2 separate regions of the Arabidopsis thaliana genome follow, and region 1 is linked to region 2. The links are chromatin contacts, called in public ChIA-PET maps. All regions are on one chromosome and are shown on one strand. The core of a region is the stretch at or near the end of the contact, and the rest is flanking DNA. Distances in the headings are between cores, read along the strand shown.

What was found. ChIA-PET counts read pairs in DNA pulled down with a chosen protein or histone mark.
Region 1: a contact with region 2 is called in an H3K4me3 ChIA-PET map of shoot, with 10 read pairs. The contact joins the promoter of AT4G31420 here to the promoter of PBA1 in region 2. A contact is called at or near these places in 3 of 26 Hi-C or Micro-C datasets (root, rosette leaf and shoot) and 1 of 2 datasets of contacts at active chromatin or transcription factors (shoot).

Annotation. Positions count from the first base shown.
Region 1 is chr4:15,245,584-15,250,499 of TAIR10.1, reverse strand. AT4G31420 (Zinc finger protein 622) reads left to right here and starts at 2,442. Exons shown (of 5, transcript NM_202923.2): 1 at 2,442-2,841; 2 at 3,112-3,678; 3 at 3,770-3,939; 4 at 4,042-4,260; 5 at 4,357-4,684. The coding sequence starts at 2,737. The coding sequence ends at 4,513. It overlaps AT4G31430 (flocculation protein), which reads right to left and starts at 2,044. Exons shown (of 14, transcript NM_001036687.1): 1 at 1,720-2,044; 2 at 1,333-1,385; 3 at 1,095-1,183; 4 at 825-931; 5 at 654-745; 6 at 49-219. The coding sequence starts at 1,990. It overlaps AT4G31410 (E3 ubiquitin-protein ligase, putative (DUF1644)), which reads right to left. Exons shown (of 4, transcript NM_119290.3): 4 at 4,662-4,916.
Region 2 is chr4:15,184,868-15,190,322 of TAIR10.1, reverse strand. PBA1 (N-terminal nucleophile aminohydrolases (Ntn hydrolases) superfamily protein) reads right to left here and starts at 1,575. Exons shown (of 9, transcript NM_001203950.1): 1 at 1,522-1,575; 2 at 1,294-1,398; 3 at 1,042-1,118; 4 at 794-849; 5 at 627-699; 6 at 14-125. The coding sequence starts at 1,396. It overlaps AT4G31290 (ChaC-like family protein), which reads right to left and starts at 4,548. Exons shown (of 9, transcript NM_119278.6): 1 at 4,069-4,548; 2 at 3,364-3,488; 3 at 3,170-3,246; 4 at 3,002-3,058; 5 at 2,865-2,921; 6 at 2,735-2,775; 7 at 2,547-2,618; 8 at 2,371-2,450; 9 at 1,839-2,235. The coding sequence starts at 3,472. The coding sequence ends at 2,045. It overlaps AT4G31270 (sequence-specific DNA binding transcription factor), which reads left to right and starts at 5,362. Exons shown (of 3, transcript NM_119276.3): 1 at 5,362-5,438. AT4G31280 reads left to right here and starts at 4,318. Exons shown (of 2, transcript NM_119277.1): 1 at 4,318-4,394; 2 at 4,438-4,522. The coding sequence starts at 4,318. The coding sequence ends at 4,522.

The DNA.
Region 1 (4,916 bases), core at 1,193-3,692, 59 kb before region 2:
TTTGACCAAAAGAAAAGTATGCACTGCTGGAGAACTTAAAATTCTAACCTTGGATGAGGAAAAGTTTCCAGCGCTATAAGGAAGGGGTGTCCCTTGCACTCTTGCTGATGATGGTGATCGAAAATCTAAATTATTCGCAGCTGGAGATCCCCATGGCAGACGAGCTCGCATATAAGACTTGGCCACGTCCACAGGCGATCCAGCACCATCTTCAGTTGCCTGGAGATTTAAACTAATGGCTGAGATGGTGATCATCATTTAAAGTACAATGGAAAAAGAATACTGTGAAGCGAAGCTATCAGAAGTTGACCAAAATCATGTAAGTAAATGGTCTTCATAGTCAAAAGAAGAGCAACAATATGGATCTTTTGCATTTTAAGCGGACAAAAAGGTATTTCCCAATCAGGACATTTCAGAATTAACGTCACCAGATGGCCACACGCAGAATTCTGAACAACCTACTTTTGCAAGAGAGCTTTAAGTTGCTGATCACATGGATTGGCATATAACAATCAAATCATTTTACCCAAACAGAAGATGTCTCCTTCTATAATAATAATGGCTTAGAGCACGGAGACAAGATATCACAAAAAAGTTGATACCTGCAGGCTGCAGCAATTAGAACAGTTAAGAAGCAAGTTTCCAGAACTTACTTTATACTTTGAACTTGATCCTGATTTCTTCTCCTCCAACCATTTTCTTGCTTCCATGACAGCTGTATTGGACATTTCACCCACATTCACGTCTAGAAATAAAATAGAAAAGAAGACGTTATCACATAGACTAATCCGGTCTACTTGCACAGTCTACCATCAGTAACATACCGCTTGTCAATCCATAGTCATCATGACTCGTCTCAATAGCAGAGGGGACGCTGGGATGATCTACAACCCTAGCCTTGATGATATCTATTAACCTATCACCCTCTTCCCTGAAACAACATACACATGAATGAATAAGCAGGATACAAGATCAGCTTAGATTTGGTAACTACACACGTCTCAGAAAGATTCTTTAAGCTATGAGGTGTAAATAATAAGAATAGTCGAGGAGGCTGCTACTTATGATGTCCAAAAAGCCAGGCAGAGAAATACCTTGCAAATGTTTCTTGCAAGAGAAGCTGCTCAATTACACGCTTAGAACTGAGTCGTTGAATGCTTGGTTGCTGGGCACTCAGAAGGTCCTATTCACACAAGCACAAAAACTGAAATTATGCTTTTATAAAAAAAACTCTCAGTTGAAAACGTGTTAGCTTCACGAACTTTACTTCAAACAATTATCATAGGACTACAGTGGCATAGCAATCACCAAAACGAACAAGGTGGTTAGTACCTCTTCAGTAAAATCGGGATTGTTCTTCTCAACATCCTCATCACCATCAATATCTGCAAACAAAGAAGAAAACATATAAAAATCCATACATTAAAAGAATAAGACACAACAAAGCTGGTTGGTATTCTCAATCCCAGAACTACATTATATGAATAAAAATTAGAGCTTTAGAATTAGTATGAAGTTTATAGCTTAGAAGTAACCTAACTAAATAGAGTACAACAATGCTTAACTGCTCTTAAGTCCCACATATTAAAGGAAAGAGAAAATGGGAAAGCTTTAAGTCAAACTTCACATTTCAAACGAAACGGTAGCTTTCAGATTCGACCAGACAATAAACCAAAAATTCAAATTAATCCTATCTAAACTGAAATAAATGGTACAAACCTGAAGATGAATCCTCGTCCTCCTCCGAAGATGAGGAAGAGTCGGAGAAGACGACGGAAGAAATGAATTTTCCGGCGCCGGAAGCAATTACGCTGGCGGGTTTGTAAACGAGCCTGGAGATCCAACTAGGGTTTTGCTGAGGAGGATCTCGGGATCTCTGAACGGGGCGCTCACACGGCGTCCTGACAACAGCGGTGCGTCGTGGTCGAACAATTTTCCCACCGACTCGAGGCTGACCTGCTCCGGCGGCGTAACCGGAGACGGAATCCATGGTGAAAGTGAGAGGAGGAGGGAGAAGTTCGTTGTAGGAAATAATGAAAGTGTTGAGGAAAAATTGGTAATTTCTCGTTATTTGTCGTCTTCTTGTTTTTTTTTTTAATTGGGGGTGAATAGTTAGTTTCCTAAATTACAGGCCTGCGGTTAAAATTTCTTCCACTAATAAAATTAGGCAAAAACAAAACATTGCGATTAAAAAAAATTAATCGTAGTAAAATCATGTATTATATTCTTCTCTTTTCATATTTTGAACATATCACATGATGTTTAGATCTTATAAATGCAGTAATTTAATAGAGAGATTAGAATTTGGAAGAAAAAAAAGTTACATGATTAAACGAAGTAATTAATCAAGTTGTAAGTAGTTATTTTAAAAACAATATTAGAAAAATGTTTTTTGGTTACTCATACAGTAATACTTAATTCGTCAACTGTGTCAGTGTTACAAAAAGGCTAAAAGAATGGGCCAAATGGGCTACTCTTGTATCGGGTCAGGAACGGGTCAGTTCCAACCCGATCGGATCTAAAATGGGCGGGGCGCCTTCCTTTTCATTTTGATGGCAATCAATCATCATCAATCGACGCTTTTTTAGAGACAAACACGATCGCCGATCCATTTACGAGCCGTCGTTGCTCTACACATATCAACAACAAATCTTATCCTCCCAACTATCTTTTCTCTGATTTTCTTTTCTTCTCCAGTTTCCATTTCTAGAATCGATCGATATTGAAGGAGAGAAGATGCCTGGTTTAACATGTAACGCGTGTAACATGGAGTTCAAGGACGAAGAAGAACGTAACCTTCATTACAAATCCGATTGGCACCGCTACAATCTCAAGCGCAAGGTTTCATTTCTTCTGCTTTCTCTATCGAATTTGAACTCAAGCCTATCTGTTTCTCGGGAAAATCTTGCGTCGGTGATGAGATGAAAGTTTCTGAGAAACAGCTTTTCCATTTTGCTATCGAAATTGTTTAGTTAAGGTTATGGAATCGTAGAGTTTATATGAAAATTTGTTTTGAAGCTTATTCTACTAAGGAACAAGGATTTCAATAATCATAGATTTGGTTACTTCTAGGCATTTGAATCTTTGTATTTCTGTAATTTTTTATGTTAGGTGGCTGGAGTTCCTGGAGTTACAGAAGCCTTGTTTGAGGCTAGACAATCTGCTCTTGCTCAGGAGAAGAATAAATCAAATGAAGCACCTATGCTTTATACTTGTGCAATCTGTGCTAAAGGTTACAGGAGTTCCAAGGCTCATGAGCAGCATCTTCAGTCGCGTAGCCATGTTTTGCGGGTTTCACAAGGGACATCAATCAACGGAGAGGAGGATATAGCGATTATCAGGCAACTTCCTCGCCGTGTTCAACACAGGGGTTCCATTGATGATGATAGTGAAGATGAATGGGTGGAGGTTGATTCTGACGAGGAATTGGCTGCTGAAGAAGCCTCTGATTCTTTGTCTAAGTTGAATGTGAATGAGTCTGGATCTGCTGAAGATATGGATGATGATGGTGATGCAGATAAGTATGAGCTGGATCCAACCTGCTGTTTGATGTGTGACAAAAAACATAAGACCTTAGAGAGCTGTATGCTTCACATGCATAAGCATCATGGTTTCTTTATTCCCGATATTGAGTATCTCAAGGATCCTGAAGGGCTTCTCACTTACCTTGGTCTTAAGGTTTGGACTCATCAATTTACCATTCAGTGTTCGTTGTTGTCAAGCTTTGAAATTCTTACTCCTGTTTACTTATACATTGCTCATCATTTAGGTCAAGAGAGACTTCATGTGTCTGTACTGCAATGAGCTGTGCCGTCCATTCAGCAGCTTAGAAGCTGTAAGAAAACATATGGAAGCAAAGAGTCATTGCAAACTGCATTATGGTGATGGTGATGATGAAGAAGATGCTGAGCTAGAAGAGTTTTATGACTACAGCAGCAGGTTTCAACTCTCTTCTATCTCTGATTATTCTTGTTCTCGCCTGTATTCCTCGTTCTATGCCAAATCTTAATCCGCACCTTTCTTTGGAATATATGAATTGAGCAGCTATGTTGATGAAGCTGGAAAGCAAATTGTTGTATCTGGTGAAACAGACAATACTGTAGAACTCGTTGGTGGTTCTGAGCTCTTGATCACGGAGAAGTCCGAGAACACAACAACGTCTAAAACTCTCGGGTCCCGTGAATTCATGCGTTACTACAGACAGAAGCCACGCCCAACTTCTCAAGACAGCAACCAGATAATTGCCTCTTTATCTTCAAGGTTTGTTTTCTCCAAACCCGTTAATCATCCGAGTCTATCCAATCAGATAATCGGCAAGGTAAACTAAGGTTATTCCAACAAATGGTAAATTCTCAGGTACAAGAGCCTGGGTCTGAAGACAGTACCGTCGAAAGAGGAGACTTTGAGGATGAAAGTGCGCAAGGAGATGAGCAAGAGAGGCGAGACAATGCGTACCAAGATCGGAGTGAAGAGTAATGTCATAAGAAACTTGCCCAATAACGTCCCATATTAGTTTCTGTGTATGTGCCACTTGTTCTCAAGTGTTGGATTGTATGATGATTTCATGTACTTTTGAGTCTTTGACCAAGTTGTGTTGCTACTTGGTAATAAGAGTAAGCTTTAAAAAGAGTATGTTCACTGAAATAGAAATGTTAAAAATTAATACACGAACGTTGACTTCTGATTTACTCTCAATATCTACATTGTCCAGAGATGCATGTAAAACAAAGAAGAGACAACGACAAAAGGGTACTACAATATCCCAAAAAGGCTTTTTGTTTAGTTTTTGTACAAAGGCTGCGACTGCTGCGAGTAATGTCACAAGACAAACCTAAAATAAAATTTATGTGTAGAAACAAAAAGAAAAAGAAGAAAGAGGTCCAAAACCAAGAACACTGGCTACAAATAGGCTGGTC
Region 2 (5,455 bases), core at 326-2,825:
ATATAGTTTTTACCTCCAATGGCAAACGGTTGCTCGACTACAGTTCCACCGAGTGGGATCCCGTAGATCTTCCCACCCTCATATTTATCCCATCCTCCAACGATGAGACCAGTTTGGAGCATGTTCTGCTCAACAAAGACATACAATGTTTCAGTTAACAATCCATGTAATCAAAACAAGGAATCACCATACAATAACAAACTGGATATGATTTGGAGTATAGAAAACTGAGATACTTCTTGAGCACTACATACAGTAGCATTACAACAGAGACTTTCTACATTTCCATTAATAGTGTTCGTACTTTAGACTAGAGAACAACCATAACAGTAACACTACGAACAACAAGAGATTCATAAATACTAGCATCCTAGGTTTGACATGTAACATCAATCTCTATGCCCCAAAATTTTCAGCTTTAGTCATAATAAAGCAATAAAAACATAAGCAAACTGTCATATTTCCCAGGGTCAAACTTCCAAACAAAAGTTATCCGTGATTGAGTCGAGTATGGGTATGTTTTCTCTACAAGAAAATGGAACAACATCCACATTCCTCACTACTCTTAGTCTAAATTGCTGGTAAAACAACCAAACCAAACGGCAAGCTTAAAAGCAAACTTGTACCTTGTTATTATATGCGAGCATCCTGATAAGGTTGGCAGAAACCTTAACAGTTGCGGGTTGTCCATGCTGAATTCTGCAAATCATAAGAAAACGAATTATTAAATCATCCGGATATATAAGATAGCATAAGTATCAAGTCATGCAGCTTCGTCAATCAAGACACTCACGTATGCTGGTGAAGGAAGTAGCGGACATAGTCAGATACAACTTGAGAATCAGCAGCCTGCAAAAGGAACAAGAAGAGAGCTTGTTGTAATCAATATCCCATTTGCAAGTAAATCAAGAACAACAAACATTCGAGTAAGAAACCCAGTAAGCAAAAGAGATTCAATAAGAAGTCTAGCAAGCTAAACAGTTTCCACAGCAGAACAGGTCAAACAAAAACAAAAATGAAATCCCTAAGAGAGATTATTACCGATCCAGAGCGGCAGACGTAGACATTATCTGTCAGTTGTGTAATCTTATCAGAAGCTCGATTCGCTACGTACATACCTGCGCGAGTAATTTACAACAGATCCCAAATTTAACAGCTTTCTCTAAATTACCCAAATAGAACAATCGATTAGGATTATTCTTTGTTCCGATTGAAACGAAAACAAAACTCAAATACAAACCCAACGAAGAGGAACTAAAACCCTAGAAAAGTAGAGAAGGGGGGAAATCTCACCGGTGCTGGTACGTGAGTCGGCTCCGAGGACGACACCTCCATTGTAAGTGACGCCGATGATGGTCGTTCCCATGGAGTGAGGTGCATCGAGATTGAGATCCATTGCTGTAGAATTGGAAACTTGTCAGAAACGAAACGAATCGCTGAGTTTTGCGAGTATAAATTAGATTCCGGTGATGACTGATGAGAAGAAGAAGCTTGAAAAAGAAGAAGAACTCTGGCTTATACCCCAAGTCGGCCTCTCTCCTTTCTTTTTTTTGGTTTTACTTTTTTTTTTTGTTTTGTTAGGCGACAGATAAAAAACGTGAAAGCCCAATATCTATTTGTCCTCATGGACCTTCCAAATAAAAGCCCAATACATATTTGTCCTCATGGCCCTTCCAAATACAAGCCCAATACCTACTTGTCCATGGATCTTCCAAATACAAGCTCGATACACATTTCAGTTATTTGCTCCCACGGTGAAGGAATTAGGAATGTTATCAAGTTTTCTCTAAGGTTTTGCATTTTGTTGAAATGTGACGTATGTTGTTCGATCTTACGTTAGTTTATAAACTTTGTTTTAGCTTTAATCTTCTTCAAAAGGTGCACAAGTAGGCACTCGTTAGGACAACACACAAGACAACAAAGTTCGAAACACACAAAGATTACACTTCTCTACTCAGAAAACAAACTTACTTTGTTATTATTATTAAAAAAAAGACCTGATTTCACTCATCTCTAAAGCCAATTAAGAAGAAAACTACAAGAGTTATATTGTAGTGGCAACAGCTTCTGGATGATGAGGTAGTATCTGATGAGCCGTGGGGACATTGTTCTTCGACTTGTTAGCTACACGGCTTGCTCTTGATTCCTTCACCGGTGTCACCTTCTTAGTCGAGGACTCGGCCAGAACCTTCCTCACCTCGTTTGCCAGCTCTATAACATAGTCCTCCTCATGCCCTGTGTGAAATAAAAAATGGCTTAACACATCAAAAACAATGTCTCTCTTAAAACCATCAAGGTCAGAACCTTTGACTACAAAGCCTGGGCAGATGTTCTATTCATATAAAGACTTCAAATGGAGCTTGGACTAACCAATGTCGTGCATTGCCTTCTCGAGCAGGAAGAGATAATCTCTGTTGTTACCACATGGTCCATTGGCTGTCGCGATTTGTCTTTGAATATACAAAATAACAGCTAAGTGTGAGGACAAGAATCTGGCACATAAACTAAAGGAACAGAAGAAATTGGGCTGGAAGCTAAGTGTATACCTTGCCATGTCTTCTAATGGCGCAGGTCCGAGATAATACTTGTTGGAGACCTTGTCAGGAGTAGAAGTGAATCTGAAGATTGTAAAGAAATGCATCCATCAAAATCACAACACAAAGATTTGTAGAAGAAAATAAAAATCGATGTGAGAACAGCTGTTGATGGATCCGTGTCATAGGAAACAACTTACACTATCACTCCAGTTACAGCTGGCTTTAGAGGATCATCTTCCTGTGTAAGGAAGAAACTTTTGAGGTCAATTTTTAGTAGCATAAGGAATAATAGGCTTATTCAATAATCTCGGCTGAGTCCTGACTCACCTTGTAAAAGTCTACACTTGTCTTGAGATCATATTCACACTCTCTACGTTCCAAGTACTGTGTACAAATAGAAAGATCAACACAAAGGCATGACCATGATACATCAAGCGATCTAGTTTTCAGATGCAAGGACATACCTCCATAGCCAGACGTTCTTTTTCTGGTCCTCCACGGACACAGAATGCAGTACCCCACTGTCAAGAAAGTATTGGAATGTTAGTAAGAAAAGAATAATGTGTGAGTAACAAGCAGGCCTCATGAACAGACTCTAAGATCCTATACACATATTAAGAATAGCTACTTACGCATATGGCTTCTTCAGCTTTCTCGAGGGTGCAAGTTCTTGCAGGGTGTTCTGGTGTACCTCTATGATCAATGCAAGCTACCAAGTCAAATCAAAACACAAATCAATCAATCAATAATCAACAGCTGGGACGAATAGATAAATCAATCAAATACGCAAAGAACCAAAACTGTTATCTTAACAGAAAAGGGTTACCAAGATCAAAGACACGTTTATATCCCTTGATGAAACCTAACACTTTCTCATCGTAGTGAAATCCTGGGTTCCACACAAGAGAGCCATAGCCAAAGACCCACATCACCATTTTCTGCAGTTAATTGCTGTACATACACACACACAAAAAAAAAGACAAAATCTAAGATTTAGACACAAATCATGATTTTGTGGATGGTAAATGCCAGAAAAAGGCACCATGTAGTAAAGACAAGACAAGAGCTAAACAAGTAAGACAAATCACGATGGACCAGCGTTTCTATTGTCACTTCCTCTTTAAATGTAAACAGATAAGCTCAAATATTGGGTTCTCTTCAGGACAGCTCAGAGTTCATAAAAGAATCAAATCTTCTCCCTTTCTTTATTTTGAAAAGCAAGGAAGATTTTCTAGGTAGGTTATGCGTTCCATAGCAATGGTGGTGCAGTTATAACCCGTAAATGACATGAATGAACAAACTTTTGGAACAAAGACAAAAATCTAGTAAACAGTGTTCCCAAATTCTAGAAAGAAGGGAAAAAGGTATTGACTTTTTCTAGCCAGATTTGGTGCAATAATCATATAATCAAACAGAACAGTAAGAACATTTCCTGAACTACAATAAACATAAACACGAGACAGAGAAAATCGCTGAGAACAGAAGCTACTTTAACCAAAATGAGTAAGATGAATAAAAATCAAAACTTTACCCTGGAACACGATCTTCGTGAAGAGAAAAATCAATCCCACCGTGAGACAAGATCTCCTCTCTTAATTAGATGATCCGAGAAAAGCTGAGAAACTCGTGGGAGGAAGAGAGATTGCAGAGAAAAGGGTTGAGCGAACGGCGTCGTTTCGGTTCGTATGGAGCTGGTAATGGTAATGAGACCACTAAGCTCCTTCTCTCCCTCCTTCTCTCTCTCTCTCGGAATCTCTTTCTCTCTGCTCTGCTTCTCGAGATGTATCTTAATGAGGAGGAGGCGATGTGTGGGAAGAAGAGCATTTATAGAGAGAGAGATGGAGACCGAACCGTATTGTTCATGCCACGCATGTTTTTTTTTTTTTTTTGTGTTCTGCAGATTTTTTGTCTGTTCCGTTTTCCATTCGTCACGTGACTGGCCGGTGAAGACGCTTGTTTCTAAAAGAAATATCTTTGTTCTCTAAACAAGGTATCTCATGTTAAGAAATTTTTAATCTAATTCATAAATTGAAATATTTGTTTTGTTTCTTATGGAAACTCATATATCCAAAATCTAGAATTTATTTGTTCATCTCACTATTTTTGAAGCCAAACACATTCCTAAAATATTCCAAGTTTCAAATAATTTGTCTACCTTGGTAGCTAAAGACAAAAAAGTGTTTTCCTTTTTTTTTTTATTGGCTTATTTAAAAAGTGTTAAAATTTGAATTTTGAGGCAAACAAAGACACAGTCACAAAAACACAAACGTCAGAATGTATTTGTTACACAAAGCCATATACATACATTGCCATCACCGACGTCACTGGTACATAAAAATAAGACTAAACTATCAAATGTTTCCCACGACTAATCGCTTCTTCTCGAATTATACCATAAAAAATATTTCTAGAAAGCAAAAACTAGATGAATCTCCACAAAAATATCTTTGTTTATTTCAAATATCAAATTGGAATAAATGCATTATTATAATTGTTACTATGCTTTTTGAGGATTGGATCACTCATCAGGCGAGTGAGTGTATTCTATATTGGATGATGAGGTCTTGTAATTTGGAAATGTTCAGTAAAATACTACATGTTAAAGTGGGTTCGCTTGACTCATAGTAAAGATTTTTGTCTAAAAATTTATACTATTAATTTGACAAAGAACAACAAATTATTTTTCTCTTCAAAATCAATATCTAATTATAGTTTGGGCCATTTAAACAAAAAAAATAGGTTTGGGCCGAATTCAATAAAAAAACGTTTGGGCCTGTTGACAGATAACATCAATAAAATTTGCTTCGGCTTCACTCGGTTCCTCATCGTCTTGGAGCAAACTTCAAAGTGACTTGCCTGGCGTCGACGTGTCGTTTTCCAGAAGCAGTTTCCGGCGATCTGGTAATTTTTTATGCTCA